Regions from separate parts of the Oryctolagus cuniculus genome. Here region 1 is linked to region 2. The links are chromatin contacts, called in public Micro-C maps. All regions are on one chromosome and are shown on one strand. The core of a region is the stretch at or near the end of the contact, and the rest is flanking DNA. Distances in the headings are between cores, read along the strand shown.

What was found. A called contact is a pair of places that touch in the nucleus more often than the background predicts.
Region 1: a contact with region 2 is called in a Micro-C map of ear pinna, with 3 times the contacts expected there. The contact joins two enhancer-like sites. A contact is called at or near these places in 2 of 6 Hi-C or Micro-C datasets (ear pinna and an unstated tissue).

What each region holds. Positions count from the first base shown.
Region 1 is chr15:67,065,778-67,073,103 of mOryCun1.1, forward strand. The region is part of intron 2 of LRMDA (leucine rich melanocyte differentiation associated); the gene reads left to right. Among named protein-coding and RNA genes, the nearest start is that of LRMDA, 620 kb to the left of the region's middle. Within about 2 kb of position 5,639, at least 3 of the 8 cell types and tissues checked have an H3K27ac peak or open chromatin away from gene starts, as enhancers often do. A contact at or near this core is called in ear pinna, where this site is marked.
Region 2 is chr15:66,383,545-66,390,325 of mOryCun1.1, forward strand. No RefSeq gene overlaps it. Among named protein-coding and RNA genes, the nearest start is that of ZNF503, 41 kb to the right of the region's middle. Within about 2 kb of position 1,672, at least 3 of the 8 cell types and tissues checked have an H3K27ac peak or open chromatin away from gene starts, as enhancers often do. A contact at or near this core is called in ear pinna, where this site is marked.

The DNA.
Region 1 (7,326 bases), core at 4,389-6,888, 690 kb after region 2:
ATGGAGGAAAACAGTATGACTAACTGATTTGAATATTCTAGATTCTCATGGAAGCTGCAAATGACAGCACATTTCCATTACTGATGAATTTTCTTTCTTTTTTTTTTTTTTTGACAGGCAGAGTGGACAGTGAGAGAGAGAGAGACCCTCCAATGGCCGCTGCGGCCAGCGCGCTGTGGCCAGCGCACCGTGCTGATCCAATGGCGGGAGCCAGGTACTTCTCCTGGTCTCCCATGGAGTGCAGGGCCCAAGCACCTGGGCCATCCTCCACTGCACTCCCTGGCCACAGCAGAGAGCTGGCCTGGAAGAGGGGCAACTGGGACAGAATCTGGCGCCCTGACCGGGACTAGAACCCAGTGTGCCGGCACCACAAGGTGGAGGATTAGCCTAGTGAGCTGAGGCGCCGACCACTGATGAATTTTCTTATGAATTTCCTGTCCACGTTTTTCCACCATTTTTCCTTCAAGACTTCAGCTTTTCCGGAATGCTCTACAAAAGCCCTTCCCATGTTGTATTGTGCATTAGACTGTTAGAGAGTTTGCAAATATTTTCTCAATTTTTATTTGCCTTTGGATTTTCTTAAGTTGGTCTTTCTGGTTAGTTGAACTTTATCCTTACATCTTTATCTTAGACGTTGTGAACTTTGATCTCATTGCCTGAAAATGTTGGTTGATTCCAACAGGGCCATATTGGACCCTCCTGTGTCTTTCTCAGTGTCCTTCTAGGGCCCCAGCTTTCATAAATGTAACGGACACCTCGTTAATAAGTCATTTTGGCAAAAGTCTAGGACCAGAGTCCCTAGAAGTCTGCCTTCGAGCAGCCAGAGCCATTCATCAGTTTTCTTCCGTTCTGCCTCTGAGCCAGTGATGACTCTATCTAAAGTTGTCAGCTTCTAGCCTATTTTTGCCTTCCTGTCACAAGGACATCCTCAGAAGCTTATTCAAAGCCATTTTGAATTCTGGATACAATATATTTCTTCTCTCCTCCTAGTCAAGCGTCTCCATTAACGGCTCTTTTCACAGAGCTTGTCATTAGTGTGCAGAAGCTGCTGTTTGAGAGCCTGTGATGTATTACATGTCTACCTCATTCCACAAAGTGTTTGGATTAGTGAATCAGAAATAATAAAACAAAAGAATCAATATATAGATAAATATCAAGGCTGTAGAAAATTATAAGCCATGACAATGAAGTTAGGAAGCAGATACAGAGATCATGAGGTTTTACATTTTTAAGACTGGATCACAATTTAGCTTTGAGCTTCCTGGTGGTAAAAGCAAAAAGGATAACATTATCAGGTACATTAATTCACTTTGTCCTAAGGCAGGAAAACCCCAGATCCTCAGAGTTATTATCTAATTAGAATTCACTATGTGTAAATTTATAAATTCACCAGTTCAAGTATCAGGAACTTTACGTATTTCTGGGTTTCTGGCACCGTACTCATGCTCCGTAATTCTTCATGTATTATATTTCAAAGATTCCCTAGGTGTCCTCAGGTATGGTATTTGAAGGCTTCAGACTGAAGTAACTACCTTAATTGTTTTGAGTAGTTTTGGATTCAGATCTCTTACATCAGTGTTGAATTTTATTCTCTGCAGCTCAGGGATTTTCTACCATGATGGGGGCCCAGTAGGACTTTGGAGTTAACTTTGATCCCATGTGATGCACTTGATGTCAGTGTCTGTTCTGTCTTACACAGCTCAGAGTCCTTTCTCTGCTCTTATATTTCATTCATTCATTCATTCATTTAGTTGAATGAGTTACAGAGAGAAAGAGGGAGAGACAGAAAGAAAGATATCATCCATCTGCTGGTTCACTCCCCAAATGGCCAGGATGACCAGGGCTGGGCCAGATAGAAGCCAGGATCCAAGAGCTTCATCTGGGTCTCCTGCGTGAGTACAGGAGCCCAAGCACTTGGGCCATTTTCCACTTCTTTCCCAGGTACATTAGCAAGGAACCAGATCAGAAGAGGAGCAGTTAGGACTTGAACCAGTGCACATATGGGATTCTGGTGCTGCAGGCCACGGCTTTACTTGCTATGCCACAGTGCCAGCAACAAGCTTTTCTATTTCCTTCTTTTTTTTAGATTTATTTATTTATTTGAGAGGTAGAGTTACAGGTAGAGAGAGGGAAAGACAGAGTGAAAAGTCTTCTATCTGTTGGTTCACTCCTCAAGTAGTCTAAACTGCCAGAGCTAAGCTGATCCAAAACCGGAAGCCAAGAGCTTCTTCGGGGTCTCTCATGCAGGTGCAGGGGCCCAAGCATTTGGGCCATTTTCTACTGCTGTCCCAGGGCACTAACAGAGAGCTGAATTGGAAGAGGAGCAGCTGGGACATGAACCGGCGCCCATATGTGATGTTGGCACTGCAAACAGAAGCTTATCCTACTATTCCACAGTGCCATCCCTGCTCTTCTGTTTCTTAAAGAAATTTCTATCCCCATATTGATAAACTTACAGTGTGAACTAAATCTTATATATACATATATATACATATATATATACATATTATATGCTGAATAGCAGAAAAATACATAGAGCCAATGAGCCAATTAAATAGTCTGCCTATCTGTTCACCCAGCCATTTAAATAGGACATGAAAAGAGGTTTTTTTTTTTTTATTTGACAGAGTTATAGACAGTGAGAGAGACAGAGAGAAAGGTCTTCCCTCCATTGATTCACTCCCCAAATGGCTGTCACGGCTGGTGCTGTGCCAACCGAAGCCAGAGCCAGGTGCTTCTTCCTGGTCTCGCATGTGGGTACAGGGCCCAAGCACTTGGGCCATCCTCTACTGCCTTCCTGGGCCACAGCAGAGAGCTGGACTGGAAGAGGAGCAACTGGGACTAGAACCTGGTGTCCATATAGGGTGCCAGTGCCACAGACGGAGGATTAACCAAGTGAGCCATGGCGCCGGCCCCATGAAAAGGGTTTTATGGCAGGAAGAAGTAGTACTTCTTATAGGCCAAGCGAGTAGACTGTCCACTGGACTGTTTTCTGGACATGAGCAGCCACATCTTTCTCCCTTCACTTTTCCCAGTTAGCACTGTGTTTCCTGGTATGGCCTGTCTTGTCCTGGTGACATTGGTTGTGTCCTCTGGGGGAAGTTACTGTGTACCAGACACTAGACTTGGTGTGTGGGATGGGCAGGGGAACAAGAAAAGATTACCCTTTCTGCTCTATTTAGTTAGCAACACAGTGGCCAATCAGATGGCCCATGACTGGAGCAGGGTTCCTGGTGGCTCTAAGCTGTCCTGAGCATTGACCACTTAGTTGCTGCCTAGTGAAGAGGTCTGAGCAGGGGTGTGGGTTGCTACAGGGTGTAGCTGAGTAACAGGGAGGGTGGGTACTCAGAGCTGTAGTTGTTTAGGAACGGGTAAGGAGGTATTTTAATAAGTAATTGTTTTAAAAATGTTTTACTTACCTTGTTTATTAAAGAGACAGACAGAAACCCCCCATCCACTGGTTCCGCCCCTCGCCCCCAATTGTCTGCAATGGTCAGGCCTGAGCCAGGTCAAAGCCATGAGCTGGAGACTCAGTCCAGGTGTCTCGTATGGGTAGCAGGGACCAATTCATTGGAATGTTACCTGCTGCCTCCTGGCATGCACTTTAGTAGGAAGCTGGAATAGGGGTTGGAGTTGAGATTCAAACCCATGCACCCTGATAGGGTATGTATGCAACCCAAGGAGTATCTTAATCGCTAAGCCAGACTCCCACCTTGTTTATATTTTAATAGCTAGTGCTGGTGTACAAGTGCAGACTTGCTGAACGGCTGTCCTTTCTGTTCTCGGATGACTAAGCTCAGTACACATATGGGGGAGGCCCTAGGCATTCTGGTCTTTGCAGAAAAGTTGGTCTTCTAGCCCTTGGCTGGTGCCCTGAGTCCACTCTCTGTCCTGCCCTTGGGAGTCTCTTGGCTGGTTTTCCACTGCCAGGCTCATGGCTAGAGAGTGGTTGGTTTCCAAGGAGGTGCTGAGCCCTCCGTGTGTGTCTGGCAGCCTTCTTGGCCTGTCAAGGCTGTTCTGAAACTCACATTTGTTGGAAGGCAGAGCAGGCAGATCGCTCAGAGTCCCCTGTGGGACCTCTGCCATGGGGGGTACCAAAGCAGGGAGTAGATCCTCACGAGGTGTAAAATGCATTGTAAGTAATCAAATCCAAAGATTCCACTTGGCTAGGGTTCCCTCACCTGCATGTCCCATTCCTGCCAAACCTCAGATGGCCCCACCCATGCCCCAACACCCAGCACAGCTCTGCTCCCACAGCCAGCGCTGCCTGCCCCAGTGCAGGCCAAGGCGGCCCCATTTGCCACTGAGGGTCTGGGACTTGTTGTGTTGCATTTCCTCCTCCCCCTCCTCCTCCTCCTCCTCCTCCTCCTCTCTTTATTCTCGGTTCTGGAAGGCAAATCACAACTTGCACATACCTAGGCAGCCCCACCACTTCCGTGGAGTCTGAACTTGAGCCTTTCAAAAACCGATCTGAACTCACCTCTGTGTTCCTTCCTGCTCAAAGGGCCCTCTTGGAGAGTAAATAAAAGAGCACTCACTCGGGCCGCCCTTGCAGGTGTGCCCACTGTGACCGATGTGAGTGGCACAGGTTAGGCCCTTTAGGGTTTCCACGGCCTTTCTGTTTTCTCATTTGAAAATGTGGATCAGGATGTCTGGGTAGAAGTAGTTGAGGAATTAGGTAAAATCTTAGTGAATATCATGTTTGCTTGTTTGGTTTGCAAACATCCCAACTTCTGGTACTGTATTTGAGGCCTCACGTGGCTGCACATGTCAGCCATGAGGTCTGTGGGGAACCATCCCTGTGGCCCTCTGCCCATCTGGTGCCACGCCCTCACCCTGGGGTTGTGTGGGAGCCGAAGGAGGAGACGTTTCACTCCTAGCCCAGCTTGTCTCCTCGGGGTTGGAGCAGGGCTCTGCAAGTGTTGCGTGGTGGGTTTTATGGCAAAATGTGCAGACTGGTCTTTTGCTGGGTAAGGGGCCAGGAGGGGTTGCTATACAGAAATTTCTGTGCTCCTAGCCCACCAGCCCTGCCTCATGGTCCTACTACTTCCCTTTTTGGTTAGTGGCCATTTTCAGGGAAAGGATAAAGATGGCTGAGTTTGTGCCCATCCAGGAGCAGAAGGGATTGGATTCCCAGGGGCAGCCCTTTGTAGGGCCCGCTGCCCTGCCCAAGAGCCCCCTCTAGCCCGGGCAAGGCAGCCGCTGCCTGTTTAGTGCCGCTGTTTTTATAAGCTAATGAGGGCAGAGTGTGAGCCACAGGCGATGATGCCGGGATATTAACTGTGACAGGAAGCTTGATCATAATTATCTTAACGAGGATAGGGTTAATTACAGTGGAAACTTAAAAGTTCTCTCTGTTTGAATCCACTGGAGCCCAATGTGTTGTGATGTTTTGTCATTTTGATGTGACTTTGGAGAAGGCACTGGGACTCTCCCTGCAGCCGCAGCCACTCCTGGGGGAGCCCAGGCCCAGCCTTGTGACCAAGGTGGCTGAGCTGGTATCTGGGGGTGAGATCAGGGCCGCCTTCCTGATGGGGAGGCAGGAGGCAGGCAGCCTGCAGAGAGCTGCCCAGGAGCCGGTCGCATTTCCCAAGCCTGTTCTTCCAGCCAGCCCAGGCACGAGGATCTCTGTGAAGCTGGCTGTACCCAGGTCATGGGTGAAGCTCTGTCCTCTGGCTTCTAACATTGCAGTCCCTGCCAAGGGAGCTGGTGAGTGACGCCAGGGTAACTGTTAGCCCTTTGCCGGGGTTCTCCTCTTAGGGTGCAGTTTGCTGTCTACACACCAGGTTATAGCAGACCTTGCAGTCTCGTGATGTTTTTCCTGTCACCACCATTGCCATCTCCTTAAACCACATAGGTCTGAGTGGATCTTATGAGGCTTTCGCCCTGTTATTTCACTGAAGAGCAGGGATCTATTTGCAGGTAGCTGGTATTCTCATGTAGGGTGTGAACTCGAAGATTGACATGAATTATTTCTTTTTCCTACTCCTTCCTGGACCTCAATAACAACAGTAACAGTAATGCTTTTAGGAAATAAACAGTAAAGCCATCTTCCTGGTCTATTTCTTGTCCCCTACTCCAGCCGATTCCTACAAATTCTGCCCCTTGCCTCCGCTGCTCTCTGCCTCCTGGCCCCAGTTCCTCACCTCTGAATCTATCTGATTAAATCACCAAGTCTACATCACATTGCTGACATGACAACAGGGATGTATGAATTAGCAGCTGCTGAGTTAACGTGGTTCCCTTGCACGGAGAAAGGAATATTGAAAGCAGACAGGTGACAGAGGGGTTGGGGCACATCTTCCCACTCTTCTCTGAGGTTTTGCTCTGTGTGGAGCTGGGCAGTGCTCATTCCCGGGTGTGTGTTTGGGGGGGGGGGGTCACCTCTCCACGGGTAGTAGGCACTGCCTCCTGTTTGGGATTTTGTCCCACACCACGCTGTGTCATCCTGTTTTCTGCCTCCCCTGAAACACTCTTGGGAGGGACCTTTCTTCTGTTTGCCTACCATTTGCTGGTTCTCAGGATAAGAGTGTAATATTTGCATAACATCACTGGGAACAATGATGTTTGGATGTTGCCTTTGACCAGAGCCCCACTGATGTTGTGCACAAAGGACCTATTAGCCGCCCTATAGGGTTCCCTGTTGGGAGGTGGCCTCAGCTCCTCTTGTGACCCCCATGGAGGAAGTGACTTCAAAGAGTCTGAAGATTCTCCACACACCTCTGTAAGAGAGAACTTGACAGCCTTCATGGAACTCAAAGAGCAGTTTTTTGGTGCAAAAACAAAACAAACAAACAAACAAAAAAACAGTGCATGAGTAGGTTTTGCACATCATGGGTTTTCCATGAACTGTTTGAAGACCCTGCAAAAAAAGTTTGTTCCTCTGCCCACCCACTAAGCCCTCCCTCAAGGTCAGGGTCTCAGGAAAAGTCACTGAATCAAAGGTCGAAGGACAACAAAGGAACCAGCATTTACTAGTCGCTTGTTCATGCTTTTATTTATTCTCCATGAGGCCCTGTGAACAGGAAGCAGCACAGAACAAATCAGTTCAGATCGGTTTTTGAAAGGCTTAAGTTCAGACTCCACAGAAGTGGTGGGGCTGGGGTGAAGGCCCAAACCTTGCTGCCCAGGTATGTGCAAGTTGTGATTTGCCTTCCAGAACTGAGAAGAAGGGGGGGGGGGACGGGGAGGAAATGCAATATGAGGAGCCCAAGACTCTCAGTGGCAAATGGGGTTGCCTTGTCCTCCTGCACTGGGGCAGGCAGCACTGGCTGTGGGAGCAGGGCTGTTCTGGGTATCGGGGCACGGGTGGGGCCACCTGAGGTC
Region 2 (6,781 bases), core at 422-2,921:
ACTAGCCTGTGGGTCTCTGGCCCAATGAGGAAGCTCCTCACAGCCCCTGAGAGGGGCCCAGGGCGTCACAAGGTCCCCGATCCTGAGCCCGCCACGTGCTGGCTGGTGCCGAGTCTCAGAGTCTCCCCTGGAGGCCCTGAGAGGTTTGATGGAGATGAGGCGCATCGGGGCTTAGTTGTATCCGCCTGCCGGGAGGTACTGCTGTGGGCACAGCGGCTGCAGCCCAGAGGATAATTTATCCCTCTGGGGGTTGCTGCTGAGCCAAGGTTTTCTATTGGATTCCTGAAGGAGGAAGTGGATCCAGCAGTTTCTGTTTATCGGAGAAGAGTGTCGTTTGACTTCCGCGCGGCTCTTGTTTCTGTCCATCCTGTGGGAAGAAGCAGGGTCCTTTGATGGGGAAAGGGTTTCCGCCCACTGGGGAGTGCACTGGTAGGTGACGTCACCATGGGGTAGAGGAGGACCTTGGGAGAGCTCCTGGAACCCTCGTCTTCTGCACAGAGCCTGGCTCGCTCAGCTCCGCCAGCTCTCCCTCGGACCGTGCAGGTCCAATAAGTGCAATAATAACCAGTATGTGGTATGCGCTAGGCTCAGGGCTGAGCATCTGATATACAACATTATTCCATTAATGATGCTGTGAGCGGACTATGCACGTAAGGAAGGTTATTTCTTCAAGGCTCAGAGACGCTGCCAAATTTACTCAGGGGCACACAGCTAGGAAGTAGGTGACCTGGGGTTTGAATGCAGACCCCTGGGCTCCGGAGCCTGATGTTTGGACCTTGTGCTATGATGTGCAGATGGGAGGCCTGGTAGCTTAGATGGAGGAGCAGGAGTTGGAGTGCAGCCGGTGGGGCACAGAGGGTCTGCGTGGTTGGACACCATCTCCTCCTCCATCGCTGGGGGTGATACCTTCCCAAGGAAGTGATGGGAAGCCCCAGCCAGGCCTCCCGGTCTGGGGGTGCTTAGTGTGTGAGTGAGGCACCCCTGGTCCCCTCTCCTTCCTCAGTGTTTGGAACTGCCCAGCAGAGAAGGCTGCCCTGCTCAGGAGAGCAGGGGCCTGGCCCGATGACTGTGTTCTCTGTGGCTGCTCTAAAATCCCCCGTTCCCTGCGCTCCTGCTGGGTTTGAGGATGGCAATCCCTCTCCGCTGTGCTTTTCATTGGGAGAACTTTAAATGATTTTATAAAAACTGCAAATGTACAAGGTAATTGAGTCTTCTGTTTTATTACCCTGAGCTGCCTGGACCTGGCTTGGCCTCCTCCTCACTCACCGAGCTGCCGGAATAAAGTTGGAAGTGTTTGCGCTGTAATATATAGGACTTAATTAACCTGGCCTTTTATAGCATTTCCAATGGAGGGTTGGAACGGACTTGGAGGCAGCTCGAGAAAGGGGCAGGGGGGCCCGGGGAGGGAGTGTGTGTATGTACAACGCTTGAAGCTGGTTTGTTTCTCCTGTTCTCCTCTCCACTGCTTCAATCAGCATTTAATGACCCAGTTGAAAATTCATCATTCGGACCCAGGCACGGGTGGCGAGGGCTGGAGGGGGAGCACCTGCCTGTCTGCCTGCCTGCCTGCCTCCCGAGCCTTGCAGCAGGCCTTGGAGGGGTTTGTGGGTCCCTCCTTTCAGTAGAGGTGCCTCCTGCTTGTGTCAGGGAGCAGACAGCGCACGGACATGAACAAGGGCCTAATGCCCTTTCCTACTCAGATGCCAACCAGGCCAGTGGAGCTGCTCCCGTTCCCAGGGCCCCAGGCTAAGCTAACATCCAGCCTGCCCCTTCCCCTTGCAACATTCCCACTCCTATCCTCTCCCAGCGGGAGGCCCGACCTTCTAAACCAGCCCAGGAAAAAGTGACTCAACTCACGTCCACCCTCGGCCTAGGGTGGGGTTGTAACTGCCAAGTTGCCTTCACGCCTTACAACCATTATTTTCGGGAGATTTCCAGTCGAGGGCAGTTAGGGTAAGAGACTCTCGCCAGCTGCCTGCTCAGACCATGGCTCCACATACCCTGGCTCATAAATCCTGCCCCGTCGCTGCCGAGTGGTGACATCATCGCCAAACCTCACGCAACAATTCGATTTGGAAATAAAAAGGCAGGTGTTAATTGACTCACTCGCTTTGCCCCTTTGCGGTGCCCCTGACCCTCGATAGCTTTTAACCTCGCAGTTAATAAAAGTTTGGGGCCTAGCCCCGGCACAGTTCCTCATTCATGCTTTCATAACGTCAGCAAATTCTTCCTGAGTGACTGTAATGCACAAGTCATTGGCCAGGCTCTCAGGGGGAGGGTTAGGTGGCCCAAGGAGAGCCAGGCACATTTCATGCCTTAGGAAAGCCTTCAGAGATTGCCATGGACCACAGAAACCCGGGCAGCAGGTGCTCTGGGCTCCCAGAGGTGGGCTGGGTGCCACTAGCATTTCAGAAGACTCTCCAGTTCTTGAGTCTGACTGCCCAGCACCCAGCCTTCCTGCAAGGGCACCCAGTTTCTGCATTGTGAAGCCAACGTCTCTGACCAAGTGTTGGGTGGATCTGAATGGGGTTGAACATCCAGGGCCCTCGGAGAGTCAGCACATGGGTAGAGTTAGGCAGTCAGAGCAGAGTGGCCCACAATGGTGAGTTTGGTTGTGTGCATGGCAGTGGAGCTGGGCTGGTGGGAGCTAGGCTGGTGGGAGCTATTGTTAGGACTCCTACAAAAGAGAAGCTCTCTCTGTCCACAGAGCTGGCCAGAAGCAAGCTTGAAGTTGCTCGAGCCTTCTTGCCTGCACTTGGGAGAAGTTTCCAGAACCTGAGAGTGGAGCCATCACTTTGTTCTCTGGAGGGAGAGCCCCTGGTGTCTCCTGTACCCCCAGTGGTCAACCCTTTGTTTTGCTGTGTTTGTGTGTTATCCCAGGTCCAAGTGACGATCCTGTGTCTACCTTCGATTAGTGTGTGGTCAGGAAGAGTGTTGAGCTTGGAGATGGAGAGGAGGAGGAGGTAGTGGATGTTGGGTAACTGGATCCAGCCCTGGATCTGGGGCCAGACAACCCTGAACTTTCACTGACATGAGCCAGTAATTGGCTTGGGTTTCTCCTCTGTTTGTGCTTATGTAAGTCAGTTTCCTTAGAATTTTGGTCACAGACCCAGCCCGTGTCCAAGGCTCTGGAGGAGCAGGGACTGATTGGAAGCCAACGTTCCCTACTCCTGCCATCTCCAGGTGGGCCAAGGAGACAGGGCTTCTTGACGCTTCCCATGGGTGACAGACCCAGGACAGGTCAGGGTGAGGGCTGGGAAGAGAGGTATCTAGAGCCCAGAATCTGGGGAGCACTCGGTTTTGTGGCCTGTCCTGAGTGACACTGAGCAGCTGCCTCCTTAATATTTGCACCTGAGGCTCCTCTCACTGCTCCCTGGTCCTGGCCCTGGCCCTGTTGCGGTTGCTTGGAGTCTGTCCCCAGACCCAGCTTGAAGACCTCATGGTTGACTGCTGTTGTCCTTTCTCCCCCATGAGTGGGCTTGGCCTGTTGTGTGGACCGTGGCAGATAAGGTTCCATGGAGCCAGTTGTGGGGCTTTACCTGGCCAGACCAGAGCCGAACCCAGTGCTCATCCCAGCTCAGGTGCCCTTCAAGGGCACTGGCCAACAGAGTCTGGGTCTGGAAACAGGCTCAGGCATGGAGAAGTCATATCGATGGAGAATGTACAGATTTGAGTGTCCGTTTGAGACACTAGGTTGACTGTTATTACTCTGTATTCACTGGTGATTTTTTTCAAAGATTTATTTATTTATTTGAAAGGCAGAATTACAGAGAGGCAAAGAGAAAGAGAGAGAAACAGACAGACAGACAGACAGGTGTGTCTTCCATCCACTGATTCACTCCCCAGATGGCTGCAATGGGCAGAGCTGTGCCAATCCGAAGCCAGGAGCCAGGAGCTTCTTCCAAGTATCCCATGCTGGTGCAGGGGCCCAAAGACTTGGGCCGTCTTCTACTGCTTTCCCAGGTCATAGCAGAGAGCTGGATGGGAAGTGTCCACCCTCGGCCCAGGGTGGGGTTTTAACTGCCAAGTTGTCTTCATACCTTACAACCGGAACTTGAACCGGTGCCCATATTTATGCCAGCACTGCAGGTGGCGGCTTTACCCGCTATGCCGTTGGTGATTTCACTTCTAGGATTAGAAGATCCTCTTCCTGGACACAGTCTAGTTGAAGGTCGATGTAGAGACTGGCACTGCACTTGGGGATAATGCACACATGGAAACCAAGAGCTGCCTATCCAGGGGCCTGGAGTCAGAGGTTCTTCCTCAGCTGTACCAGCTGAGCACGTGTCCTCTGCTGCCCTGGGAGCTCCAGGGGAGTGGCTAACACTGTAGGTTAGGCTCCGAGGGAAGAAAGATCTGGTTAGGATCCCAGCTCTTACCAACTTGGCAAGGCCTGCTCTTTTTTTTTTTTTTTTGGACAGGCAGGTGGACAGTGAGAGAGAAAGAGAGACAGAGAGAAAGGTCTTCCTTTTCCGTTGGTTCACCCTCCAGTGGTCGCTGTGGCTGGCACACTGTGGCAAGCGCACGCGCTGATCCAAAGCCAGGAGCCAGGTGCTTCTCCTGGTCTCCCATGTGGGTGCAGGGCCCAAGGACCTGAGCTATCCTCCACTGTACTCCCGGGCCACAGCAGAGAGCTGGCCTGGAAGAGGAGCAACCGGGACAGAATCCGGCGCTCCAACTGGGACTAGAACGCGGTGTGCCGGCGCTGCAGGTGGAGGATTAGCCTGTTGAGCCGCGGCGCTGGCCAAGGCCTGCTCTTAGACTTAATTTCCTCGCTATTCTTCCTCAGTGGAAATCCTAAAGCTGTTTTCCTGTTAGGGTCCTTGTAAGAGTCAGTGAGAGCCGGTGCCGTGGCTCACTAGGCTAATCCTCCGCCTTGTGGCGCCGGCACACCAGGTTCTAGTCCCGGTCGGGGCGCCAGATTCTGTCCCGGTTGCCCCTCTTCCAGGCCAGCTCTCTGCTGTGGCCGGGAGTGCAGTGGAGGATGGCCCAGGTGCTTGGGCCCTGCACCCCATGGGAGACCAGGAGAAGCACCTGGCTCCTGCCTTCAGATCAGCGCAGTGCACTGGCCGCAGCGCGCTGGCCGTAGCGGCCATTGGAGGGTGAACCAACGGCAAAGGAAGACCTTTCTCTCTCTCTCTCTCTCTCTCTCTCTCTGTCCACTCTACCTGTCAAAAAATAAAAATAAAGCAGAGTCAATGAGATAACCAGGTGCTCAGCCCAGAGCCTGATGTCTGTTCCCAGTGAATTATTACTGTCGCCAGTACTGTTCAGTGGAACACGGGAGCAAAGGCACTGCCAGGCACCAAGTGCTTGTTCTAGGTCCAGTCCCAGCCCTCTGAGAACTCACAGTCATTGTTTCCAGGGCATTCAGAACTCAGCATGGGGGAGGTTAAGATGCCCACATCTCAAATAAGAGGGTTTGGGTTCAGTTCCCGTCTCTGCCTCCAGATTCCAGCTTACTGCTAATTCAGACCCTGGAAGGCAGTGAGGTCTGTGTGTGTTGCATGTGTGTGCATGTGTGCTTGCATGCTGCTGGACATGTATGTCCTACATCTGGTAGTACTAGAATATAGCTATTTGGGGAAAAGCCGGGTGTGCACCATCCTGGTGTCTTTTAAGATAGCTGGCATTCTTTGCCCATAGCCAACTGAAGTGGAAACAAAATCAGATTATCAGAAAATAACGCTGTGTACACTAATTCTAGCCTACTGTAGAGAGAAGTTGAGTCCTGCCAGTTGTAAAGTGGTCTTGTGGCTCAGGTGTTTGGCACAGTGGTTGCAACACTCCTTGGGATGCCTGCATCATGTCAGGATCCTGGGTTTAAGACCTGCTCAGCTTCTGATTCCAGCTTCTTCCTAACAGGCACCCTGGAAGGCACTGATAATGGCTCAAGTACTTGGGACCCTGACGTTCACATGGGACACCCAGATGGAGTTTCTGGCTCCTGCCTTCAGCCTGGCCAAACCCCAGCTGTTGCAGGCATTTGGGGAGTGAACCAGCACATGGGAGATCTCAGATTCCATCTCTTTGACTCTCTTCTGTCTTTCTGCTCCCTTGTTCTCCATATTTCTCTTTGTCTCTCTGTCTCTCTCTTTGCCCTTCTAATTAAAATACCAAAAAGCATCATGAATGCAGCACCTGCTCTCAGCAGTCTGAGGAGAGAGCCTAGTCCTGAGCTTTGAATTTTAGGGCATCTCCATCAGGATTCCTTCGGATGGTTTTCTTCTCTTTTCTGTTTCTAACCATCCTACAAGGAAACTTGTACCCCTTGGGTGCTCTGCTCAGGAGACCCTTCAACCGCTGCTGTTGCTGGCTTCTTTGCTGATGCGTGTCCTTTCTCCCAGGAGATCGTCAGTACCTTGAAGGCAGGAACAGCTCTGGGACTTCCGGGTGCCCCATACATCTTGGCACAGAGCGGGTGTGAGATTGCACTGTCAAGCCCATGAACCTACAGCTGCCTATCAGCCAGGCGCTGTATGCCTGGGGATGGGGAGCACTAAAAAGGCACTGAGGAGGTTCCTGAATGCCCTTCTGATGGTGGAAGGGAGGCCCTCCTCTTTTCACACTGGTGGGGTCATCAGGAAGTTGTTTCCAGAGTGGCTTAGTTGGGAGGACCTGGGACCCTCCATCCCCTAAAACCCCTCCCAAGGCCTGCCTAGCCTCCGCACCAGCCCCGGGTCTGCAACTGAGCACCGCTAGCATCTTAATAAAAATAGCACCAACTCCAAGCCCTAACTTCACTGGAGAAATAGACCCGCGCCCTTCGATCCCATTAACA